Regions from separate parts of the Ovis aries genome. Here region 2 is linked to region 1. A link is a contact called in public Hi-C data. All regions are on one chromosome and are shown on one strand. The core of a region is the stretch at or near the end of the contact, and the rest is flanking DNA. Distances in the headings are between cores, read along the strand shown. Region 1 holds the start of UBALD2 (UBA like domain containing 2). Region 2 overlaps RNF157 (ring finger protein 157).

What was found. Hi-C and Micro-C count contacts between places; a contact is called where the count stands out from the background.
Region 2: a contact with region 1 is called in a Hi-C map of muscle, with 3 times the contacts expected there. The contact joins the enhancer-like site here to the promoter of UBALD2 in region 1. A contact is called at or near these places in 7 of 16 Hi-C or Micro-C datasets (blood, hypothalamus, liver and 1 more).

Annotation. Positions count from the first base shown.
Region 1 is chr11:54,788,504-54,793,858 of ARS-UI_Ramb_v3.0, forward strand. It overlaps UBALD2 (UBA like domain containing 2), which reads right to left and starts at 1,594. Exons shown (of 3, transcript XM_027974119.3): 1 at 1,309-1,594; 2 at 885-947. The coding sequence starts at 1,428.
Region 2 is chr11:54,850,268-54,855,741 of ARS-UI_Ramb_v3.0, forward strand. All of the region lies in intron 2 of RNF157 (ring finger protein 157), which reads left to right. Among named protein-coding and RNA genes, the nearest start is that of FOXJ1, 35 kb to the right of the region's middle. Within about 2 kb of position 3,699, at least 4 of the 54 cell types and tissues checked have an H3K27ac peak or open chromatin away from gene starts, as enhancers often do. A contact at or near this core is called in muscle, where this site is marked.

The DNA.
Region 1 (5,355 bases), core at 344-2,843:
AGGGCAAACTGGTAACTAGAGGGGGAGGAGGAGGCAGTCAAACCTCTGAAGTGAAGGGATGTCCTGTGCCCAGTGGAGAGCAGGATGCCTTATGGCCAGGAGGGCAAAGGCCCAGGCCTGGGGCCAACTTGGAAAAGAGAAGAAAGCAAATCCAGGCCTGAACCACTTCTGTTTCCTGTGCTTTATACGCCTTCACCTATAGAGATTAAACGCATTCTTGGCTTATCTAGTCAAAAACCTGTAAGTCTTTCAGGCGGCTCAGGGTTAGGTCTTTTCCCATGAACAGGAAAGAGTGGACCTAACTACCTGGGAAGAGCCCAGCTCCCAGGCCAGAATGGACTTGTCCCTTTCCTGTTCCCCGTAGAGCTGGGCTGTTTGGAAGAAGGGGGGGTTGCTGCCACTCAAGAGCAAGAAATGGTGCTCCATAAACAGACACCCCCAGGTCCCAGTCCCCGTGGGGTTGGGGGGGGGGCCCATCGCTCCCGCCCTCCGTTTCCCCCTCCCGGGATATCTACTTATCCTCCGAGCCCCCTCCCCATACCTGCCTCCTGGCTACTCCTCCAGCCACCCTCCTGGCCCCTGGCCTAGGAAGATCGCCGGGGCACAAGGCCTCAGGTCGAGCCATAGTGGCCCCGGAGACCTGACCGCAAAGTTGGGCGAGCCGGCCGGCCCCGGGAGCCGCTCTTTCCTGGAAGACATTTTGGCTCTTTGTTTACAACGCGGCGCGGCGCTCCCCGGCAACATGGCTGTCACCGCCGGCGCCTGACAGCGGCCCCCGGCCCGCGCGCTCGGCCGCTCCGGTGCGCTGCGCCCCCGGCCGCCCCGGGTGCGCCGCGGTAGCGGCGAGGCCGGCCCTCCCGCCCGCCGCGCCCGGCCACACTTACCATCTGGTGGTGGTGGTGGCCGTTGGGAATGTTGGTTTCTTGGAAAAACGTGCTCAGGGCGGTCTGCGGACAAACACAGCGGCATGGTGGCGGTTAACGGGGGTCGAAGCCCACCCGCCCCACCGGCCGGGACCCTCCGCGGTGTCCGTGGCGCTGCGCTCCCGGGCCTCCGGGTCCGACCCTTTGGCCCGCAGACACACGTCGCTCGGAGGGGGCGTCCCCCAGGCCCCGCGAGGGTCCCAGGCGGCAGGGCCCCACGCCCCACGCGGGCGCCGATCGCCGGACCAGGCGATATACATAGAGCTTCCCTGCCCCCTCTCCCTCCGCGACGCGCGGCCGGGCGCCCCGGCCTGCACCCCGACCCCAGCGCCGGTGGCCAGCGAGCGGGACTGCCCGGGAGCGCTGGTTCTCGGCCCACACGCACCTCGAACTGCCAGTGGGCCGCCTGCAGCAGCTGCTTCGCCTGGTCGGCCGCGCAGCCCGCGGCCAGCACGAACTGGTTGATCATGACCTGGTGCCGCAGCTCATCCATGTTCACCGACATGGCTCCGACCGGCGAGCACTCCCGGGCTCGGCGGCCGCGGGAGGCCGGCTGCCCTCCGCTCGCGCTCGCCGCCGCCGCCCGCGGCCTCCGGACCCTCGGCCGCCGCGCCGCCCGCCTGGCGAGTGTTGTTGTCCGACTCGCGCTGCCGGCCGACACCACAAACAACAGCGCGGGGCGGGGCCGCGTGTCCCAACGTTCGGGGGCCGAGAGCCGCCGCCGCTGATTGGCCCGCTCCGCTCGGCCGGGGCCCGGTTCCCGTGCGGACGTTCGATTCGAATCCTGCGGCCTGCGGGCCCGCACTGTTTCTCTTTTTGCCTGGCCGCGCCCATTGGCGGACGTCGGCGCTGTGGGGCTCCCGGGCATTGGCCAGACGCTGTGTTTTGGCTCGCCTGGGCTCCTGATTGGCCCCGACCCGGCGTTTGGGGCGGAGCCGCGCCATCTGATTGGTCTCCCGTGAGTCTGTTTGAACTCAACTTGAAAACCTTGAGTGCCAGCTGATTGGCTGAGGCTCCTCTATTTGCTGTTGTAGTCTTGGGGGGTGGTGCGGCCAAGTTCATTCATTACTTCATTGAAACTGAACATGCTCAGCTGGAAAAGCAAGACAGAGTGGCTTTGACTCACTTCCTCTGAAAGATGTGGTCATCTCGAGAAACACAGTGATCAAAATAGGAAACAGAGTCTTTGAAGCTGCTCAACTCTCAAAATTGTTTATTTTTTTAAACTTTCAAGCCGCTCTACTTTTTTTTTTTTTTGGCTTTTTATTGAAGTATAATGTAATCTCTTCATGTCTCCTTCTACTCCAACACACCCCAAAAGCCCAACAGCCTTTCCCTACGTTTTTAGGCCAAAAACTTGGCTTTCTGAAGATGTAAACTAATGTTAATGTACATTAAATATAATGGAAAGGAGAAAATGAGACTGTCTCAGACACCAATATTGAAAACTAAAAAAAAAAAAAAAGTTTTTCCATAAATTAATTGACCTAACTGAAACTTTAATTTGTTTCTATACAGGTACTGGCTCTCAACTCTAGACATTTAAAAACAAAGTTTATTTATATACACTGAGCTTCCATCTTCTGAATTAGATATAACCTTCAAGTTTTGTGTTTGGGCATTGTCAGGATGGGGAAAGAACTAGGAGTTTAAGCAGATTGAAGACAGGCCAGAGAGTTTAGAAAGGTAAATAAACATTGCTAGGAATTCACTGTGAGAATTTCTGTTTCTCAAAAACTTTGTAAGTTCTGGATCTAAAATATCAATCAAAGAGAACATTATAATTAATTAAGAGTCTTCAGAACAGGAGGCTAAAAGAAAGGAAGCCATGGTTCTATCTATTTTGACTTTGCCTGAAGTGGATTTAACTCTCCATCTAAGAAAACCTAACCATATTAAAGAAAAAAAAAAAAGAATATAAATAAAGAAAAAGTTACACCCAATGTTTATGTACTGACGAAAAACAGCTTCGGGCACTATCATGAGTTTGTCCCATTTAGTTAGTCCCTTTGTTTGTTTGTTTTGAAGGAGCAGGAGTCAGCTTTTTGCCTGCCCAGGCCCATTTCTGTTGCCCTTAGCTACCTCCAAGTTTGCACGGGCTGAGACCTGGAGTGTGGCTGAAGAGTCAAGTACAGCTTGCAGCCCTTCCCTTCCAGTAATTGCAAGGTGAAAACAAAAGTGAGCAGCCAGCATTTGCCATTTGCCAGGGAGCCTGGGCCACAAGCAGCCTCAGAACAAGGAAGTACTGTCACTGTGCGGCTCTAGTTTTCACAAGTACATACAGGTGTCCAGCATGCCAGGGCCATGAGTAGTAGGATTGAACTGGGCAGAGGCATTTCAGGCTACAGGAACCCTTATGACTGTTTGTTTGTTTTGACTATGCCTTGCAGCATGTGGGACCTTAGTTCCCCAACCAGGGATCAAACCTGTGCCCCTTGCAGTGGAAACGCGGAGTCTTAACCACTGGACCACCAGGGAAGTTCCAGGAGCCCTTTTGTTTTGTTTTGTTCAGTAGCTAAGTTGTGTCAGACTCTTTGTGACCCTATGGACTGTAGCCCTCTAGGTTCTTTTGTCCATGGGATTTTCCAGGCTAGAATGCTGGAATGGTTGCCCTTTCCAGGAAGACAAAGGTCCTGAAAACACCAAAATTGCCAAAGCTATTTTCTCTTGGATATCAATGCGGTCTGTTCTGAAGCTTTCTTTAATGTTTACCATTTACAGGGGACAGCTATAGACACCCAGGAGAGGCATGGAAGACCAGGCCCCCGAGCCATTCTGGTTATCTGCTGTGGACATAAAGTCAACTTGGGCATAGAGAGCAACAGAATTCTGCCTCTGATTTGTAGCTGTGAGTAGTGGAAATGTTTAATCAATACTTTGGCTTCTGAGAATCTGTTTGGCAATGAATAGGAGTAGGGCTTTCCCTTCTCAGGCTGGGAAACAGGAGTGCCCCCCTCCTGGGAGCACAGGGAAAATGAATGAGGTCATGTTTGTAGAGGGCTTTGAGCTGTTGGGATGAAAGCAGCTCCCCAAGTGCAAGGTGTTATTAACTGAAGGTATTATTATTTTCATCTGAGAGGACAATGTGCAGCAGGCAAAACAGAGCAATAAAAACATGCCCATTAATAACGAATAAAGCACAGTAGTAGTCTCAGAAGGAACAAAATCCTTGTTACACCAATGGTCTAGGCTACAGAAAGAGCCACGATACAACTAGGAGAAACAGTCTTAGCCAGTATTTCCTCGGGGGCGGGGGAGGTGGGACGGGGTCCAGATAACAAGGATGTTGGGAATGCAAGTCACTGAGTTGGTGGAGAGACAGGCAACAATAAATAGCTGGATCGTCACAGTTGCAATTAACCAAGCATTTCTGGCGACCCAGGCATCTTTTGAAGAGTTTACTGTCGTTTAGTTGCTCAGTGGCGTGCAGCATTTTGAGACCCAGTGGACTAGCCCACCATATTCCTCAATCCATGGAATTTCCCAGGCAAGAATAGTGGAGTGAGTTGCCATTTCCTTTTCCAGATCTTCCTGACCCAGGGATCAAACCCAAGTCTCGTGCATTGGCAGGCAGATTCTTTACCGCTGAGCCACCAAGGAAGTCTTTCAAAGAGTTTACTGTCTGTTAACTCATTTCAGTCCACGACAATCCAGAATCCCATTCCACAAGCGAGGCAATTAAGGCACAGAGGAGGGGAGGAGCTTACCTAAGGTCACAGTAGTAAACGCTGGAGTGAAGCATTGGCCGGTGTAGTTCCAGAACCTTGTAGTTAACCATTACACCACACTACCTTCCTTAATGTTGTAGTGTTGCCTCAGTGGGGCTCACAAAGAGCCATGAAAGGCACTGGGGCTTGCACAGGGGTTGCCTGCAAAGGAACGAGCCCCAGATGAGGAAGAGGAGGCATCTGCTCTCTTGGGCAATCATGGGGGAGGGGTGGAGAACTGACATTCCCAGGCCATCTCTGATGTACATTCCATTCCTATTTCTTTCTTCTTCCTCACTACTTTTATTCTCTAACCCAAATAGATCCAACAAAACTGAGAGAAGGACTTCCTTGGCGGTCCAGTGGTTAAAACTCTACACTTTCGATGCAGTGGGGCGCGGGTTTGACCCCGGTCAGAGAACTGAGATCCCACATGCTGTGTGGAACAGCCAAAAAAAATTAAAAAACAAAACAACAACTGAGAGGGGGAACTTGAGGACTCTTGGTATGGAAGACCCACCGTATGCAGTCTCCTTGCTGAAATTTTGTACCCTCTGAACATCTTCTATGGTTTGAAACTTCCAATAGGCTTTGAGGCTCAGAGAGGGTGAGGAGCTTATTCACAGTCACTGCTTGAATTATGGGAGTACAAGGATTAGATCTCTCCTTTTCTTCCATTCCCTCCATCTTTCCTTCTTTCCTTCCTTCCCTCCCTTCTCAAATTC
Region 2 (5,474 bases), core at 2,449-4,948, 64 kb after region 1:
AAAGGTAGTAGGAAATTCTGGTATACCCTTCACCCTGCTTTCTCTGATGTTAATGTCTTATACAACCATGAAGCATTTACCCAAACTAAAAATTAGCATACGAACATTACTATTTTTCAAAGCTACAGATTTTATTAGGACTACACCAGTGTTTCCATTAATGTCTTTTTTTTAAGTTCCAGATTACCTTTGGCTGTTATGTCTCCTTTATCTCGTCCAATCTTTACAGTTTCTGTTTTTCCTTGTTTTTCACAACTGTGACAATTTTGAGATGTATAGTTAGATATTTTGTAGATCTCCCATCAGTTTGGGTTTTCTGAGGTTTTCTTGTGATTAGATTAGAATTATGGTTTTGGAGGAAGAATACCACAGAGGTAAGTGCCCTTCTTACTGCATCAAATCAGAGGCACATAATAGTTCATGCGACTCCCAGTGATGGCAACCTTGATCACTTAGTCAAGGTGGGTGTCTGTCAGGCTTACCCACTATAAATCTTTCCTTTTCCATAATTTATTTGTTTAGAAGCTAGTTACTAAATCCTCTTGCTGAACTTTTGACTTCCCACTTAATCCTCGGGCTCTGCTTTCTTGGAAGATTATTAACTAGTGCTTAAAGAATCTTTGTATTAATTGACTAGGCTGAGAATTATAAACCTAGGAGCCAGACTAACCATGCTAAGATTTATGGCTGTGTATTGCTTCTTGGAAAATTATTAGCTGTTGCACCATTTTTGCCTTGCACTATGTTTAAACATGGAACTTGGCTATTTTTAGTCTCAGAAAGCTTATGGTTAATGCTAGGACACCTTCTTTTACTTGATGAACTGGAATCACCTCTGACAAGCCCAGAAAGATGATCAGAAGCCCAGGGTCTTAATAGCATGCAGGAAATCAGTAAAAAGCATAAGAGACAGAGAGAAGTGGTTGCTGAGAAAATGGGAAGGAAAATTGGAAGGGCTGAAGAATGCGGTTCAACGAGTGGAAATTTACAAGGATGAATGAGAGGTGACAGGTAACAGATGGAGAGACACAGAGATCTCAGATAGGAGGTCAAAGAAAGGTTAAGGATGGAACACAGGATGAGAGAGAAGCCTGTGATGTGAATCAGCCTTGAGGCTGGACTCTGGACTTGATATATTATAAATTATATAATATATATATATATAAATAATATAAATTATATAATATATATAAATTGTATATATATTATAAATATGTCCTGAGATTTACCATCTAGGATATAAGATTTATACTTCTAGCTCTAGATTTCATTGTGGACAGACTTTAAGTGACCTTAGGCCTCAATATCAGAGAAGGCAATGGCACCCCACTCCAGTACTCTTGCCTGGAAAAGCCCATGGACGGAGGAGCCTGGTGGGCTGCAGTCCATGGGGTTGCTAAGAGTCGGACACGACCGAGAGACTTCACTTTCACTTTTCACTTTCATGTATTGGAGAAGGAAATGGCAACCCACTCCAGTATTCTTGCTTGGAGAATCCCAGGGACAGTGGAGCCTGGTGGGCTGCCGTCTGTGGGGTCACACAGAGTCGGACACGACTAAAGCGACCTAGCAGCAGCAGCAGCAGGCTTCAATACAATGTATCTAATATATAAACCAGAGAAAGTAGTTCAGTTGATTTACATAGCCTTGGCTAATCACTGTTATTAAGGAGTGACTGAAGAATAATCAGAGCTCTCAAAACTTCTAGAGGCTTAGCAAGACAAAATGAAGCAGATGGTGCCTTGTTAAATTAGCTACAAATTACAGATCTTAATATTAACAATTTAGAAATGAAAACTATCAGACATATGCTATAGGCTTTTATTTTATGCTGTTTTGTTCTAATTATATGGGATTTCCATATCTCATGAGTGACTAAACAAAATAAAATCTCATTAGAGTTTTTGAGTCACTAATGGCCTTCTTCCTAAGCCTGAGGCTGTATCTGCAAATATGTAGTTTAGCCAAGATAACAGACCTCACCTGGGCTTAGAATTCTGTATTTGATTGACTTGGTGGTGATTTAGTCACTAAGTCGTATCTGACTCTTGCGACCCCATGGACTGTAGTCCGTCAGGCTCCTCTGTCCATGGGATTCTCCAGGCAAGAATACTGGAGTGGGTTGCCATTTCCTTCTCCAGAGGATATTCCCAATCCAGGGATCGAACCCGGACTCCTGCATTGCAAGCAGAATCTTTACCGACTAAGCTACCAGGGAATTGGCTTAGAAATCTGTATAAACTTAACTGTTTCTGTATTTCATACTGTTATTCTTTTACTGGAGCCGAGATTCCTTTTTTTTCCCAAGATTTTTAAAAATGTGGACCATTCTTTTCAAAGTCTTTTGAATTGGTTGCAGTATTGCTTCTGTTTCATTGTTTTGGTTTTTTAGCCACGAGGCATGTGGGATAGCTTCCTGACAAGGGATCAAACCCCCACCTCCTGCATTGGAAGGCCAAGTCTTAACTGCTGGACCACCAGGGAAGTCCCTGAAAAGCTGGGATTTCTAACACAGCAGACTTCAGATGTGATCAAGCCCATTCAGGGTGGTATGGCCGTACACAATAGCCAACCTCAGAGCATATTTCCCTTCTAGCAATTTGAGAGATGGAGACTTGAAACTTGTAATTGATCTTGAATCTTACATAGGTAGTTTACAGTCAGTATACTTCAGGAAGGGCACAGGTGGGCAGCTTGGAGTTTTTCAACTTGAACATCAACTTAGTTTTTAGTTTAGGTTTTTAAATATTTATTTACTTGTCTGTACCAGGTCTTGGTTGCAGCACACGGGATCTTCTGTCTTCATTGCAGCGTGTGGGATATAATTCCCTGACCAGGTATTGAACCCAGGCCCCCCGCATTGGGAGTGGGGAGTCTTAGCCACTGGACCACCAGGGAAGTCCCAGTTTTTAGTTTTTGAAATATAGACTGGGGAAGACTTTAGTCCACTTGGCCTCCTTAATAATTGGCCTGTTGAAAATGCCTCTGTGTTTAAAAAAAAAAAAAAGACTGGAAAACTAAACTTGGTGGCATTAGAACATTCATATTAAAAAATAAAAAACATTCATATGCTTCTTTGGGGAAAAAATATATTGTATATTTTAAAATGCCTATTTTGGCTGATGCTGGTGCTTATCTTTCTGGGCACATTCTTTACATACAGGATTAGACATCTTGAAATCTCTTATTTAAAAGTGAATTCTTGTTTGTGGGCTAGGTTACCAGTCTCCTGACTAGATGAAATCTGAAAGTCAGGCATCTATAATAGAATGCTCTGACGATTAGTCATTATTTACCAACTTAACTGGAGGGAAAAGATAACGGTGTCTGCTTTACTAAAAGCCCCTTTTTTCCCTTTTAATGCTCCTTAAAATTAACTGGTGTCAGGCAGAACCCTCTGTATCTAGAAGTCAGGAACCAGAAGTCAAGTAGGTTTCACTTGTGATCAAAACCACGCATTTGATATCAGAGTATACAGAACCCATTGCCTGGTCTGAGTACTCCTGAGCAATGTGACCCAAATCATAATAGAGGAAGAAAATGGGTCTGTGATGGTTGTTAATGGAGACCTGGGCGATTTTGTGATGGGTGCTTTTCTCTGCAGTGAATCTTTCATCACCTGTTAAGAGAGAACTGGGTTATTGGGCATACCCATAGTAGGGCTTAAGTATTTTGGAAAGGTCAACCTTAGAGGCAGTATCATGTAGCCAGGACATTGGTCCTGTGTGCCCCTGGCCAGGGGGCCTGGCGGAAGAGTTAACAGATTATAAATAGACTGCCATCTTGGATGGATTCCTTTGGTAACCAGACCTGAACACAGAGCATCTTTGAGTAAAGGTCATCTTGTGACCCCCTCTTGGTGTCTCCCTCACATCTTCAATTTGAGTGGAAAGGATGTCTTCTCACATCTTGTCAGCTTTGTGGTTACCAGTCTTTCTACACAAGTGATTGATTCCCCACGAGGATTGGATGGAAAATTAATGTAAAGGGGTTTTACTGCTGTAAATATAGCTCATTGACGTTCTGGTGGACAGCAGGCACAATACAGCCTGTCCCAGGGCTGCAGCTGGTTAAATAGGGAAATTTGTATTCATTTCACAGCTTTCAACCAGAGTAAACTGTTCTCCCCAACACAGATCTTAAGAAAATGTTCTGAAATATCACCAGTCTAAAAATATCCACTGGTAAAGTTTTGGACACACTGTGTAACTGAGAAGAGGGGAAGTAGAGAAGGCTGAGAAAATAACCAAACATCAAATAAAAAGGAACTGAAATTTAAATAGAAAAGTCCTAAAATCTATAAAAGCAAGCACTTATGTAAAAGAGTGCTGTAAATGAGCTATTCATATGATCCCAGATGTTGATTTCCATATTGACTATTATTTGATTCTCTGACACAAGTGTTACGTGTCTGCTATGTATACAATCAGTACTTTTCTATTTTCATCATAGTTTGTCCAAAAATAATCTCCTTTCTCTTCAGAAGCAGATTTTTGGCATTCGGGGCTTTTTGCTTCGTAAGTGAAAAAACTGCGTTAGCTTGTATTCCTTTGTTTTTCTTCTGTGTCCCTCTCCCTTCTTTCCTATTAAGTTTCCTTTCAGGGAATGTGTATTGCAGGATTGTTCGTAAGAGTGAAAACCGGAGATAGAGCAGGTGTTCCATCAATAAAAGATTAGTGAATACATGATGGGCTGAGATAGACTTCTCTAGAAAGGAACCAGGGCTCCTTGGAGACATGATAGGTTCGAGGAAGGGGACAGAAAAACAGAAGGTGAACCTGGAGTATCATTCTATGCCAGAAAGTAAGCAAGTGTTTCAACAAGTGATTGGAGCGGGGGGGTGGGGGGGACCCCCCTGGTGGTCCTATGGTTAAGAATCCGCTTGCCAATGGAGGGGATTCAGGTCTGGGAACTAAGATCCCACATGCCACAGGGCAACTAAGCCCGTGCACCAAAACTCCTAGGCGCCGCAACGAAGACACAGCGCAGCCAAAAATAATAGGCAGTTTTTTAAAAGTGGTGGGGACAAGTCTGAAGGACCCAGGAGCCACTGAGTGATCTCCTGCAGACCATATCCAGGCTTCTCTGTGGGTATGTGGTCAGGCCCAAAGTTAATGGCAAATGTTAGCAAATTGTGTACCTTTAAAAATCCTTTTTATTGAAATTAATTATTCATTTTTATGACTGGATTATAGTCCCTTTTACAGACTACTGGGAATCGCCCAATAATTTACAACTGAAGTAAGACGTTCAGTAATCTCGTATGCACTGGGACCATATTTTTTTACAACAAAAATTTGCAAAAGTAGGGGGTAGTTTAACAAAATATTTGAAATTAGGATGGCTAGAAAATCTAGGATACATGGCTGATACACACATACACATATGTGTGTGTATAAATATATACATATGTGTTGTTGTTGTTCAGTTGCTTAGTCGTGTCTGACTCTCTGTGACCCCATGAACTGCAGCAC